Regions from separate parts of the Bos taurus genome. Here region 1 is linked to region 2. A link is a contact called in public Hi-C data. All regions are on one chromosome and are shown on one strand. The core of a region is the stretch at or near the end of the contact, and the rest is flanking DNA. Distances in the headings are between cores, read along the strand shown. Region 1 holds the start of ITPRIP (inositol 1,4,5-trisphosphate receptor interacting protein). Region 2 overlaps GSTO2 (glutathione S-transferase omega 2).

Region 1 (7,401 bases), core at 2,892-5,391, 43 kb after region 2:
CCCATCTTTAAGTGCTCATACCAGCCAGACACTGGTCTGCACCAGGCACCATCACAGTGGCTTATAAGCAGACCCTGTGAGGGTTGTCCACATTTTACTAATGACAGAGCCAAGGCTTGGAACAGTCAAAGCAGTTGCCCAACTCCTGAGCTCTGGAGCCAGGACTCAACCCAAGCCTGCCCTAAGTCAAGGTCGATGTGAGTCATACCTCCTTGGCTCTGGGACACCTGGAGGCTTGTGGCTTTAAAGAAGAGCCATGAGGGGGCCTGGACAGAGGCCAGGGAGAACCTTTTAAATCCAAAGAGGCCAGCTGGGCAGGCCAGGTGGTTCAGACAGCCAAAGCAAGGACTTAGGACTGTATCACCCTCATGTTCACACTGGGGCTGCAGTAAGTGGTCAGTCCTGGCCCTTCCAGTTCGTTGAGTTTCTGTGTTGACTAAGGACCATGTTTCTTTGCTCTGTACTTGACTTCTTGTTGACCCATCCAGGCCACCTGACCATCTCCTTGGTTTGCATTTACCCCTGTGGCCTGAACCTACAACCCTGAAATTTTATAGTAGTTATTTAACTTATGCAAATACAACTTAATGTAGCTGGGAGCTACTATTTAGAAAGCACTAAATGAAATAAGTAAATAAAATAAAAAATGCTAAATTATGAAAGAGGACAGGGAGACATCCTACTGGCAAACACTGCCCTTGAGGGACTGGCTAAGGAGATATACGTAACATACAGGACTGCTGATCTACCTGGCAGGCATCTCTCCACTGGTGACGGGGCCACAGAAGCGAACGGAGTCCATGCTATTGGACCACTGCTGCCCCTGCCCTCTGCCTCCCCTGACCTGAATCCAGCTCTGCCAACCACAAGCTGCCTTCTGATTTCTAGTTTCCCATGTGGCTTGCCCAGAACTCAAGAAGCCAGTATCACTGGCTCTACAATGGTTACGAAGTCTTCTTGCAAATTAATATGCTAGCAATTTTATTTGTACACTTTGTAGTGTACAAGAGCTCTCTGTAGATGACTCAGTAGCTCAAGTCCAAACTGTTCTGAAAATTGTGGAGACAGGGCTTCTGAACGCGTGCAGCTAAGAGCCAGATTCTGGGGCGGGTCACATGCCTGGGAAATCGGCGAGGCACCAGTCGTCCCTTTCCAAGGCGATGATGAATTTCCCATTAGCTGAGAAGTCTATTTTGTTTAAAATACTGTCTACAGATAGTAGATAGTAAAATGCTCCGTTCCAGCTAATTAAGTGCTGTAATGTATAGGGTGAAAAAAAAGTGACCATATATACAGAGCTGTGAGATGCAGTTTTGGAAGTCTTTCTGGATGAGTTGGGAAGGGCGTTTGCAGATGAGCAGCACTGGACAGGGATGGGGCTATAGAGCTTGCAAGTGTCAGGACAGCGTGTTCAGATACTTTTTCCATCCTCCATTCCCTCAGGCATTCTCTGCCCAGGTCAGGGACCCTGCATGGCCCCTTTCCTCTGCACCACACCCAGGCAGCACTTACTCACCACCCTCAGGACAGGCCCCAGACTGGATGTGCGATGTCACACTGCCCAGTGATTAAAAAGGAAGGACATCTGAGGCTTGGGCCAGCCCTGCCTCTCTTTCCTTTCCTTCAGCTGCCAGGTAAGTTTTCCATCTTCCTCCATCGGAGCTGACAGTGGGTTTCCTTCCTCTGACAAAGAAAAGACCAATCGCTCTTATCTCTTTCTCACGAGGGGCCCCAACTAAACTACCTTTTGAAACTTTACCTGCTTCTTGCTCTGTGAATGCTCAGCGACTTTCAGGCTTCTGAACACTATACCTCTCTGTGATTGAGTTTCCTCAACTATAGAATGGGGATACCAATACCTATGTCACCGGGCTACTGAGAAGATTAAATGAGTTAATACAGGCAAAGTGATTTTGGGGAAAAAAAAGCCTGGCAAATGTTAAGCCCTCGGTAATTGGTTATCAGGCTGCTGTGTACGGTTGTATGGGTGGTATACTGCTCAAGAACACCTGGCTAGGAGAGTGGAAAGGATGAATCAAGCTCAGATGCCAGCTTGCACAGCTATGTGCCTTGGCTCTGTCCACCCAGATGAGGCCCCTGTTTTCTAAATGATACCAAGGTGCCATCTTCTTGTTAAGAGGAAGTACCTTATTCTAATTCATGCAGATGACGGAACAGGCTAGCAGCAGTCTTGGAGGTTATTATTGTCAGCTCTTGGCACTCTCTCGGGTACATCCCTTTCCCAGCAAGACAAGATTAGTCCCAGCCACAAGTAAGGTCCTGCTCCTCAGGTGTCCAGCACATCTGGAGCACTTACCCCTCCCTTAGCAGGCTCGTGGGATGAAGCTTTCCCCAAGGGCCCCCCAGGGCTGCCCTCCAATTGAGGGACTCTGCACCCCAAACATGGAGCCACAGAGTCTTGGACTCTGGAGGGACCCTCTCCTTCATAATTGTTGATGGCCACCTGTCTCCTGCCAGTGATGGCAATGCCTTAACTACTGAGGTGCTCCAGTTGTCAGCAAGTTCCTCCTTATTTCTGAGTAAGTGAAATCCATCTCCTGCTTCTCCCACCCTGTGAATCTCTAAGGCCAGACAGAGCAAGTCTCCTTCTCTCGAGTGACAAAATGGGAAATTCCTGAAGGCCAGAGCCACCTTCCCCTAGGTTTCTCGTCTCTGGAGGAAATACTGCCAGTCATTCCCTTCTCCCTGACAAGAAACACTTTCCCAACTCCCATGGCATTCCACCTCTCCCCTGCAGACAAGTGAGAACAGGGCTGTGCACTCCAGCCCTCCACCCAGAGATACGTCTCCTCCAGACAGAATCCTCCATCTTTTTCCCTTTATTGATCCCAAGGGGGTCCAAGAAGGAAAAAAACACAAGACCAGGTTCCTCCCAGACAATACCTTCTCAGGTGGGCAATTTTGCTAGAAGCCTCTACCAGAAGTTCCTCCACTTTTTGTCCTCAGATAAAAAGTTCACCCACAAACCCTCATCTTTGTCCCTCTCATGAGTGCTGCAGGAGCTGGGAGGTGTTCTTGCTGACAACTTCTGGGCTGATGGCACGAGGTTAAAAGTTCAGATCCTTGCCACCCGAAAGTTGGAGCTTGAAACTGCTGCGTCTTTGAAAATTACCGAGCTGGAGGATGGCACTTGCACAAAACTCTTTCCATTGGAGAGTCAGCCTAACCACTTTACGGTTACCCACAAGTGGAAAATGTGAGGGCAGGACGGCCTGGAGCGGCAGCAGCAGCACACAGGGAATTAGCAAACAGTGAAAGCCACTTCAGGCACGTAGGCTGGAGGGAGGACTCAAAAGCACAGCCCATTATGCTATAAAGGAGAGGTGAATGGCAGCAATTCTACCTGCCCACCAGGCCTTTTTGCAAGGCTGGCTTGGACCTGGGACTGCACCCTGCACAGGTTTGCTTTACCTGGCAGCCACTCAGCAGTAGAACTAGTTTATGAAAGGGAAGAACCTTGGGTCAAATCCAAAAGAAAAACCTCCCCACTCCCTCCTCCCCACCAAAAATAGGACTCTGAACTGATTTAGATTCAAAAGGACAGGGTCCAGGATCCACCAGTACTTGGTACTCTTCTAGTTTTGGGGAGCTGGGTGGGGGGAGTATAAGGAGGGATGGTTCTCACAGCTTTCAGAGGAGCAAAAGGCAAAATGTGGTCCCTTAGGGGTTCAGTAAAATACTTGCCCTTCCTGGGACACAGCACTTCTGTTTTTAAAGAAAAGGAGCGTTCTGGATGGGAAGCCCAGTCCTGGGGCATCCGAGTTCCTCCAAATCGCAGCCAGGAAGTTGGAAACTGGGAAGGGGTCTAGGATGCTACTAGAGGTCAGGTGGAGACTAGCAGCAGCCCCAAGAGAAAGTTCTGCACGGCGTGGGGTCTCCTCCACTAATAGCCCAGAAAGAGGAAGCGGCGGGGGCTTTATCCCGCCTCCAGCAACCTCATGGCTTCACTACGTTAAACCTAGAAAACAAAGACTTCATACCTACTCTCTCCTTCCAGGAGGGGGAAGGAAGGATGGAAGGGAGCTGGCTAAGAAGCAGGGCGACTCGACTACTCTTTCAGCTCCAGAGCTCTGCTCACACGGTCCAAAGTAACGGATCTTCGGGGCGGTAGAAACAACAACGTGGTCCCGCTTCCGGCATCGCGGTTCGGTGAGCCGGGAGGAGGGGCTGCCGCCGCGCGGGGCTGCAACGGACATCGCTCACTGGGGTCTCCGCGGCCGGGAAGAAGCCACAGAGGCGAGGCTGGGATGCAGGACCCCGCACGGCGCGAAGAGGAAGAGGGCAGCCTCTCCCCGACCCGCGCTGTGCTCGGGCGCCGTATCCCAGTCCCCCAAGTCAGTCCCAACCCGGGGGGGGGGGGGCCGAGCGGGCGCGCCCCTCCAATCCGCCTCCATCTCCGGCGCAGCTCCCCTGGTCCCTCTTCTTCCTTCCAATCCACGAAATGCTCCGGGAGGACGCAGAGCCTCGCGGCCGCGGGCCCGGTACTTACCTTCGGCTTCGGTTTCCGCTCCCCGAGGCGGGAGGGATCGCACGAGTCCCGGCTGCGTTCGCGGGTCCCGGGGGCCCCGGAATCCGCTGTCTGGCCGCCGCTGAGGCTGAGCTTCCCGCCCGACAATTAGAGGGACGGGGGCGGCGATACCTCGGCTGGCTCCCGCCTTCTGGCCCCCATCCGCCGGGCTCTAGAGGACTTCAGAGTTACTCATTTCCTAGATGTCAAAGAAACTTTTCCTCCAAATAAGAACAAACACCCGCCTCTCCTCCCCGCCGCGGAGGCTCCTTAAGGTGGACCGTGAGGGTTAGGGGGCGGCTGACCCAGGGTCCGGCGCGGAAATCTGCGCATCGACCACCCCAGAAACTCCACAGGGGCCAGCAGAACTGGAGGGTGATCGGGCAAGACGGAATCTGGCTGCTGGATTTAAACTGGAGCGAATGGACAGGGAATCAGGAGAGGACGCCCTTAAAAGTGTGTTTGGGCAGGCGGAAAGGAAGGAGTTAAGTCCCTGCACGCCTACACTGGGTTTTCAGCGGCGCGTTTTACAAGCGGTGGAATTCCAGGGGCCACTTATTTTGTCCTTTGGAGGGAAATATAAGTCGAGACACAACGCCGGTTCTTTTTTTCGACTTCTAAGTGGATTAAAATAGCTCACCAAATTCTATGATCAATTGAACGCATCTTTGCCTTTTCCTGAGTAACTAGGCACAAAGGAACATTATTACTAAATACTTTCATCTGTAGAGGGCGCTTTAGTGTCCAAAGCGTGTTTACGGTAGGGATGTTAGACCACTATTTTAGAAGGAGGAGCTGAGGCCAGGACGGACTGTAGTACCCTGGTCAGACTTGATGGGTTATGAAATCCACAGCCTATTGTCTTCACTTTGTGACTTGCCCAAATTCCACAGCCATTAGAAGTGGCTGGGAAGGGCTTGAATAAATCCTAGGTAAGTGGCTTTGCAGGAATTAAAGGCCACTGAGGGTACATTGGGGGAAATTATGAGAACACACTGGCTAAATGATTATCACCATTGCCACTGCTGTTTGGTTTTAGATCACCTTCCTCTCCTCCGCAAGCCAGCCAAATAGCTTTCACAGTCGCCTGGAAGACATTAGGCTTAGTCTGAAAGATAAACAGGCAATGAGAACAAGTTCTAAAAATAGACCCCCTGGCCCTTGGCCCAGGTTACTCTTGTTTTCAAGCTTCTGCTGCTGCTCACAGTTCTTTCCTTATATCAGAGACGGTTATAGTAGAGTTTTGGAGGGCTGTCGGGGAGAGGTGAGGAATGGGGTGATCTGTGGAAACCTTCCTGAAAGGGTGGTGATTTTGAAAATGTCTGCCAGTTGGATGGGTGAGGTATTCACCCACCACCCATCCCCCAAGTAGGGGGAGAAATTCCTGGGAGGTGGGGACCCTGGATTGAGCACCACTACCCTGCCTTGTAGTCCTTGGGGTAGAACTCAGGGTTATATTATGTACGGTAGAATGCCGAGAACAGTGCTTGAATGCCCTCTGGGATTGTCCTATAAGCAAAGTTGTTTCAGCGTTTTCTAACGGTGGTTTCTATTTACTGATGGGGCAACAAATCTATTACATTTGTTTTCCTTTCAGACCTGTTGATTTCACTCTCCGCGACCGCATGGTCACCTTCAGCACCACTCTGTTCTCAGCCTTAAGTCCACTTTCCTATCTAGGCACCTGAGTCGTTCATGAACTGGCCTCTCTTAATACTTATCTTACCAAGCACATATCTCATTCCATTTTCCACACTAAAATTCTTGTAGTTCTTGGAACTTGTGCTTCTCCGAATGTGATCTGAGGTTTGTTTCCCCCCCTTGGATGTTCACATGGGCTCTATCTTCTGTCTGCAACCTTCACGCCACCTTTTCCTCTAACCTATCATCCCCCATGTACACACACACATTTTTTTTTTTTTGCATGGCTAATGTGTGCTTAGTCTTAAGGTCTCCGAATAGGTGATTTCTTCTCTAGGAAGTCTTCTTTGAACCCCCACGCCTGGGTTAGACACTCCCCTCCCCCATGTAGTTTCCATAGCACGTTGTGCTTATTCTAAGAAAGGTTTTTAAAAGACAGGAAAGTACAGGGATTTCTCTGGTGGTCCAGTGGCTAAGACTCCAAGCTCCCGGTGCAGGGGGCCCTGGTTGGATCCCTCCTCAGGGAACTAGATCCCACATGCCACAGCTAATAGTTTGCATGCCACAACTAAAGATCCTGAGTTGTTGTTTAGTTGCTAAATTGGTCCAACTCTTTTGCTACCCCCATGGACTGCTGCTAGGCCCCTCAGTCCATGGGATTTCCCAGGCAAGAATGGGGTGGGTTGCCATTTCCTTCTCCAGTGGATCTTCCCAACCCCAGGGATCAAACCCGTGTCTCCTGCATTGGCTGGCAGATTCTTTACCACTGAGTGACCGGGAAAGCCCAAGTTAAAAAAAAAAAGATCCTACAGGTTAAAAAAAAAAAAAGATCCTGCATGTCGCAATGAAGATTCCTGTGTGCTGCAACTAAGACCTGGCACAGCCAAGTAAGTAAAGTTTTAAAAAGATAGGAATGTGCAAAGATTCATCTTTTGGGAATGTGAGGGGCCAAGAATTCGGGGAACCTCTGCTGAATACAGAAATGCTGGGTCAAAAATCAACAATTGAAAAAAAGAAAGGGGGATCACTAGGTGTGAGACAGGAAGAAGGAACTCAAAGGCAAATAGGGTTATTTGACATGAATATAAGCACAAATGGCTAAGGACTGGGGTTGGTACCCACACAAACCTTGGGTTCTAGAAAAGCAGAGATCTGGACTTGAGACTCCTGCCTAAAGCTGACACCCTGGGAAGGATCTTAGGAGAAAAAAGTCTCCCACTATCCAGGACCAC
Region 2 (7,586 bases), core at 1,573-4,072:
GAAAGATGCCCACTGAGCTTGAATTATTTGATACATTCCTCTCAATACCAGTATATTGACTCTAGGAGATTCTAGTGAAATTGAAACTTGTCAGAATAATTCTAATAGAGATGTTTTCTCTCTATTATAGAGATGATGTGTACAATTTTTTCTCCATGGTTTTGTACAATCAGGATTTTCTGTGAGTTGAAAATATTTTAAATATCTATGGACTGTCTTGAGTGATAAGCAACTCAAGAGACCAGTGTATAATGGTCCATGTTACCCACAAGCAAACAGGTCAGTTTAAGTTGGCAGCCTTATACTCTAACGTTTTCTTCTTTTTAAATAAATGCCGTTTGACTTTTACATTTTTCTTTCAAACAAGTATCATCAAAATTGAAGGTTTATTTGTGCTTGTTATATAACCTCATTTTTCCATGTTATTTTTATAGGTCTTTGAGATACATTTTTCTGTTGTTCAATTGCTTAGTTGTGTCCGACTCTTTGCGACCCCATGGACTGCAGAGGCTGTCCTTCACTATCTCCCTGAGTTTGCTCAAACTCATGTCCATTAAGTCAGTGATGCCATCCAACCATCTCATTCTCTGTCACCCTCTTCTCCTCCTGCCTTCAGTCTTTCCCAGCATCAGGGTCTTTTCCAATGAGTCGGCACTTCGCATCAGGTGACCAAAGTTTTGGAGCTTTGGCACCATCCTTCCAGTGAATATTCAGGGTTGAGTTCTTTTAAGATTGACTGGTTTTATTTCCTTGCTGTCCAAGGGACTCTCAAGAGTCTTCTCCAGCACCACATTTCTAAAGCATCAATTCTTCAGTGCTCAGCCTTCTTTATGTTCCAACTCACATCCGTACATGAATACTGGAAAAACCATAGCTTTGACTAGACGGACCTTTGTCACCAAAGTGATGTCTCTGCTTTTTAATATGCTATCTAGGTTTGTCATAACGTTTCCTCCAAGGAGCAAACATCTTTTAAGTTCATGGCTGCAGTCACCATCCACAGTAATTTCGGGGCCCAAGAAAATAAAGTCTGTCACCGTTTCCATTTTCCCCCCATCTATTTGCCATGAAGTCATGGGACTGGATGCCATGATCTTAGTTTTTTAATGTTGAATTTTAAACCAGCTTTTCCACTCTCTTTTTTCACCTTCATCAAGAGGCTCTTTAGTTCATCTTCACTTTCTGCCATTAGGATGGTGTTATCATCTGCATATCTGAGATTATATGCACAAATGTAAATAAACTCCTAGAAAAATGTCTGGAGAGACTCAAATCAGACTTGGCTGGTGCCTACTACTGGAAGGGGATTAGCCTGGGGGTGGGAAAGAAGAGTGGTTCAGAGCAAGGATAGGAAAGGAGAGCCTTTGCCTTCTATACTGCTTTCTGTGTTTGAATCTTTTTTTTAATAATGAGAATATTTTTCTCTATTATATGTGTAATTATTAAAGATGGAAAAAAATAACTTTTCATTCTGCATAATTTGCCATATGCATAAGCCAGAATTATGTATCCAGCACACTCATTAGGGTTATTTAGATTGTTTCAGTTGCTTATCATTATTAATGATGCCTCCCAGAAACAGCAGCTCCTTTGCATAAAAAGCCCTTTCTCTGTTTTAAAATATGTCCTTAGGCCAGACTTCCAGGAACAGAATTACCAGATCAAAGGGTATGACCATTTTAGAAGCTAGAGCTGGATGTTGCTAAATTGCTTCCCCCAAGACTTGTGCTGTATACCCCCTACCCTCTGAGTGTCAAAAATGCCCTTTGAACCAATCCCTTTTCACTGTTGGGAGATTTCATTTAAAAAGATACTTGCCTGTCTTGAGAAACAGTAGTTTCTCATAGTTGCTTTAATGTATATTTCTTTGATAGTGAGATGGTATGTTTTCCCCAAAGTATTCCATTTCTTTGTGTTTTATTTGTGCAGATGGTCTGCTACCCATCTGTTTGTCAAGATCTTCCTGATTTTCCTTGTTAATTTTTTTAAGAGTTCTTTATATGTAAAGGACATTGGCCTGCTTTTAAGATACATTGTTTTAAGTTTTTGTCGTCTTTGTACATATAGAAATTTAACATTAAAAATATTGTGTGATCTTTCCTGTTGTGATTTCTTCCACTGCTTTTGTACATAGGAAATCCTTTCCCCCTTCAGAAATTTGATAAAATGCTTTTATATTTTCATCTACCACCCATCACTTTAAAGATATTTGACTTGTCAAGCCTTGTCCCACTAGCTTCCCTCCACTATTATCTTACAAATATATTGCAACAAAAAGAATTAAACCTATGAAAGGGATTCCAGGATAGAATTTTCAGGGTGGCCAAATGTTGACAGGTTGCATTCTGAATCTTCACAGGAAACTCCTGGTTGTAAGTGGTGACCAGCAGGAGGGGTGTGTTTGGCACAGACCCTGCTTCTCAGGCTTCTTTCCAGAGAAGTGGGTTTTATGTATACTCTAAGTTTGTTCTGTATCCTTGGTTTGTTTTAAGGAGAATCCGTTAATCTTCATTAGCTCAGCCTCAGCTATAGTATGTCAGTGGAGCAGACACCTGAAATTTGAAATCTTGAGAATCTTCCCTTATCTTGTACGAACTCAAAAGATATCTGCCCTGGAGTGGATTGAGTATTTCTGCTTCTGGTTAGGGTCTGCATTGCTGATGTAACAGCAGGTGGCTTTGTGTATTTTATAGGAGGGGACTGGTTCTGCTTCATAAGAACTGTTTCCATCAAGAAAAACCGCTTCCTTCCTCCTCCAGCCAGGCCAGAGCCAGCATGCTGTCCTGGTTAGAGCCAGGAGACTTCTCTTGTGTGCAGGGCAGGTGGTGCATTAAGACCACAAGTGCAGTTATTGACGCTGCACTTGAGCGCCCAAGACTGTAGACTGATGATTCTTAGGATGTCTGGTTTGAGGAAGTCTGGGCTTCTCTTTATAATCTTGTCCCTCACAAAAAATTTTGCAGATTTCCTTTTCCTCCTTGGTGAACGTCCTAGCTGGGGAGCCTTGGCCAGTGCGCCTCACCACGATGGCCACGCGGGGGAGCCCAGCGCGCTTCTTCCTTCTACGTGCGCTCTAGCGGGAACCTCTTTTTGTCCGCCTGGGGGAGCCCGAGAGGCCTTCGAGGCAGATAAGCGGCCCTTCAGGGTTCAAGTTCAGGGGTGAAAACAGCGTACTCAGGTGTCACCAACCAGTCTCTCCCTCTTCATTTGCATGCTCATTCCTTTTTCCGAGTCACATCCAGAACCAAGAGAAGGATCTGTAGTCATTTTTCAGTGAACTGGAGAACAGAGAAATTTAAAAAATAACGTTTTCTACTATTCCAGAACGTCAAATGGCTTTTTCCTGAAATAGCTCACATCTTAATCTGAATGGAAGATGTGTTAATACATTAAGGAAATCCTAGGGCTTGAAGCTAGAGGCTCAGTTTCTTCCCCAGGCCATGTGTGGCCTAGGGCCTTGGTGGAAAGTATCTTTTCTAAGAAGGCCATCTTGAAGGGCAGTATTTCTGAGAATGAGAGAGTCCATTGTGAGAAAAGTTATTCAACATTAAGAATGACCAATATCACTATATGTGACAGGCAGGTGACAGAAATACCACAAAACAGAGTTGTTTTTTTTTTTAAACACATTGGCTATTAGCATAGCCACTGCTCAGTGGGTGGAGGCAAAGCTGCAGCTTCCTGTTCTGATGACAGATCATTTAGGAAAGATAAGACATAGGAAATTAACACTGTCATATTATTTTACTTCTGACTGTCCTAAATTTGTCAAGATGTGGGAGTTGGACCATAAAGAAGACTGAGTGCCAAAGAATTGATGCTTTAGAACTGTGGTGCTGAAGACTCTTGAGAGTCCCAAGACATAAAACCAGTTAATTCTAAAGGAAATCAGCCCTGAATATCCATCGGAAGGACTGATGCTGAAGCTCCAATACTTCGGCTACCTGATGCAAAGGGCCGACTCATTGGAAAAGACTCTGATGCTGGGAAAGATTGAGGGCAAGAGGAGAAGGTGGCGAGAGGATGAGATGGTTAGGTGGCATCATCGACTCAGTGGACATTAGTTTGAACAAACTCCAGGAGATAGTGAAGTACAGGGAAGCCTGGCATGCTGTAGTCCACGGGGTCGCAAGCAATTGGACACGACTGAGGGACTGAAGAACAACCACAAAAGGGACTTAGTTTAAACTGAGAATACGGAAGAACTATTTTAAGTCAAGTTTCCTGAAGACCGTCTTATCCATGGAATGAGACAGGAAGGAGAGAATTTTGAAAAGCTCTTTTGCCATGATTGTATCTCACCTCTCCATCAGTTAGTTGCCTGACTGAGAGAGAAGGAGAAAGAGGAAGATTGTGAGGCGGGGGTGGGGGGAGTCCTCACAGGGACTCTCAAAGCTGGGCCGGTCCTTGGCAGAAGGAAAGAGGGTTTCGGGGTTTGCTGATTCTGAGCTTGTTGCTGATACTTAAATTTAAGGAACAGACAAAGAATTCACAAGAGACTTGGGAAAGCCTCTGTGATTACAGTCCTCATACATACATATTTGACGTTGACACAGGGTTGACACTAGGCTGGGACTTAGGAGAATGGTGTCTTTGTCTTGGCTCTGGCACGAACCAGAGAGCCCTCTTACTTCCCTGGGACAGAGTTTCCTTCTTTCTAAGCAAGAGTGTCTTCCACACAGGAGACAAGAATCAGCTCACTAGCATGCTTTCCTCTCTGAATTGCCAGGAAACTCAAGTCAAATTCAAAGCTTTATTTATTAAGGAACTCTGCAGGAGCCTTGGCTTGATATCTCGAGACCATTTTCCTTCCTTATTTTGACCTTATGTTCTTTTATTTTTGCCTTTCTTAGCATGATTTTTCATATTTAATATTTTAGTGTACACATTTTTATACAATGCACCTCCAATCCTTTGTCTAGTGAGCATGGTATAAATAAATGGAAAAATGGAAGGGGAGTTATGCTAGATGAATCCAGGGGCCCTTCCAGTACTGAAGTTTTGTGATTCTCAGGGAACAAGTCTTTGTACATGTCTGGAATGTCTCAGGTTTGCGGAGAAGGGAGCTCTCCTATTGAAGGTCCTAAAGATGGTAATGAGCTTCCAAAGAGGCCTAGCCAGAATGTGCCCCTGGGTCACTGTGATGTGTCTATAGAGAAGCTGGCACTTTGGTTTATAGGAAGACTGCTTTTCTACTGGGACGTTTAGACTTGCTTTGTATGAAATCTGGTGGAGAAATGCCTGTTTGAGGCAGGGCTCAAGAATCTGCACCTGTATCAAGAACTCCAAGGAATTTTGATGTCACACTTGGATTTAAGAAAGTCTGAGGGAATGTGTAAATGTATCACAGGGGCAGGGGAGAGGCTGGCAGAAGACATCAGTCTCATCCATATACTTGTCTTGACTTTTTATTGTAATGAATACCTTGATAAAGGTTGAATTACATTATGAATGGCTTTTTTTTTTTTTTGACTACACTGCATTGGCATGCAGGATCTTAAGTTCCCTGACCAGGGATTGAACCCATGCCCCTTACAGTGGAAGTGCAGAATCTAATCACTGGACAGCCAGGGAAGTCCCTATGAGTGTTTACACGGCTGAGGGTAGTTTTACAAAGATATTCCTAAAAAACAGAGGACAGACTTCCTTGATAAATAGAAGTAAAACAGTTTCGATGGTTCCTAATGTCTGAATGAATAAGTGTACCATTCTGTTAAAAATTCATTGCATCCAAATGATGATATGTATTCAAAGACATACTCTAACTTTGAGTAAATGAAAGGTTTTAAAATATACTAAATAAACATCAATTACTAAGCAATTATTCATTTTCAAAATATTTTCATCACCTTAACAAAAGACTTATCATGGGTTCTAATAAATACCCATATATGGTCTGTTTTGATAAGGACTTTCTCAAGAGCATCTCTGCTCTGTAAAGCAGAAGAGTTATATAAAAGTTCCAGAGTCAGTCAGTTCAGATTCAGTTCTGATTTGTGCCATGAAGGCCAATAATAAGCTGGACATATACGTTTCAAAGCCAGTGATAAATGTTTGGGTAATTATTATCTGATCCTGAATATAAAGAAGGGTTAGGGCTTTCTGGAATTCATGAAAACTGGATGGTTCCTCTTCCTTGTAAATCAGGTCTTACTACATATGATTGAAAATAGCCTCTTTTAAATTTTCATTGGCCAGGCTCTGCCGTTTCAGTACCGTCTTCTTCAAACAGCGGGCTGCAATCCATGGGGTCGCTAAGAGTCAGACATGACTTCACTTTCCCTTTTCACTTTCATGCATTGGAGAAGGAAGTGGCAACCCACTCCAGTGTTCTTGCTTGGAGAATCCCAGGGACGGGGAGCCTGGTGGGCTGCCATCTACGGGGTCGCACAGAGTCGGACAGGACTGAAGTGACTTAGCAGCAGCAGCGATCCAAAGAGAAGGCAATGGCAACCCACTCCAGTGTTCTTGCTTGGAGAATCCCAGGGACGGGGAGCCTGGTGGGCTGCCATCTCTGGGGTCGCACAGAGTCGGACATGACTGAAGTGACTTAGCAGCAGCAGCAGCAGCAGCAGCATTATTTCAGCTTAGCCAGGGGAACTCCTCTATGCCATGCCAGGAGATAATGAAGACATAGACATTAGGGTACCAATATTTGCTTTCTCTTCTGAAAAGGGTGGTGGCGAAGGATTTACTTTCTGTAGATGTAACCTCTAGAGGTTTCTGTGATTTTTCATCAAGAGAGCTCACACTTATTGGGCATGATTCCATCATTCCTTACCGTAACCTCTAAGGTGGGCAATAACATTACCACCATTATACAAATGAGAGCACTGAGGCTTGGAGGAGAAGGTGAGTAAATTGTCTGGGTTTCATGTTGAATGAGAGGCGGAACCCAGGAGAGGACCAGATCTGCCAGCCCTAGAGTTCATTCTTAACTCCACCCCTAGACTACCTCATAGAAGCAACAAGCTGGCCTGAAGGATGAAGAATCAAGCCTGAGAGATAGGAAGTTTGAAATCTAGGTAAAGGACGTGCTCAGTTGCTCAGTCGTGTCTAACTCTTTGTGGCCCATGGACTTCAGCACTCTAGGCTCCTCTGTCCAGGCAGGAATACTGAAGTGGGTTGCCATTCCCTGCTGCTGCTGCTGCTGCTGCTAAGTCGCTTCAGTCGTGTCCAACTCTGTGCGACCCCATAGACGGCAGCCCACCAGGCTCCCCCATCCCTGGGATTTTCCAGGCAAGAATGCTGGAGTGGGTTGCCATTTCCTTCTCCAATGCATGAAAGTGAAAAGTGAAAGTGAAGTCACTCAGTCGTGTCCGACTCCTAGCGACCCCATGGACTGCAGCCCACCAGGCTCCTCCATCTATGGGATTTTCCAGGCAAGAGTACTGGAGTGGATTGCCATTGCCTTCTTCGTGCCATTCCCTACTCCAGGGGATATTCCTGACTCAGGGATCGAAATCACGTCTCTTTCATCTTCTGCATTGGCAGGTGGATTCTTTACCACTAGCACCACCTGGGAAGTCCAGATAAAGGATATAGGAATCTAGATAAAGGATATAGGGATCTAGATATTTTGCTAC

What was found. A called contact is a pair of places that touch in the nucleus more often than the background predicts.
Region 1: a contact with region 2 is called in a Hi-C map of skeletal muscle, with 5 times the contacts expected there. The contact joins the promoter of ITPRIP here to the enhancer-like site in region 2. A contact is called at or near these places in 4 of 11 Hi-C or Micro-C datasets (liver, skeletal muscle, skin fibroblasts and 1 more).

What each region holds. Positions count from the first base shown.
Region 1 is chr26:24,889,244-24,896,644 of ARS-UCD2.0, forward strand. It overlaps ITPRIP (inositol 1,4,5-trisphosphate receptor interacting protein), which reads right to left and starts at 4,142. Exons shown (of 2, transcript NM_001101178.1): 1 at 4,002-4,142.
Region 2 is chr26:24,847,884-24,855,469 of ARS-UCD2.0, forward strand. The region is part of intron 5 of GSTO2 (glutathione S-transferase omega 2); the gene reads left to right. Among named protein-coding and RNA genes, the nearest start is that of GSTO2, 14 kb to the left of the region's middle. Within about 2 kb of position 2,823, at least 4 of the 102 cell types and tissues checked have an H3K27ac peak or open chromatin away from gene starts, as enhancers often do. A contact at or near this core is called in skeletal muscle, where this site is marked.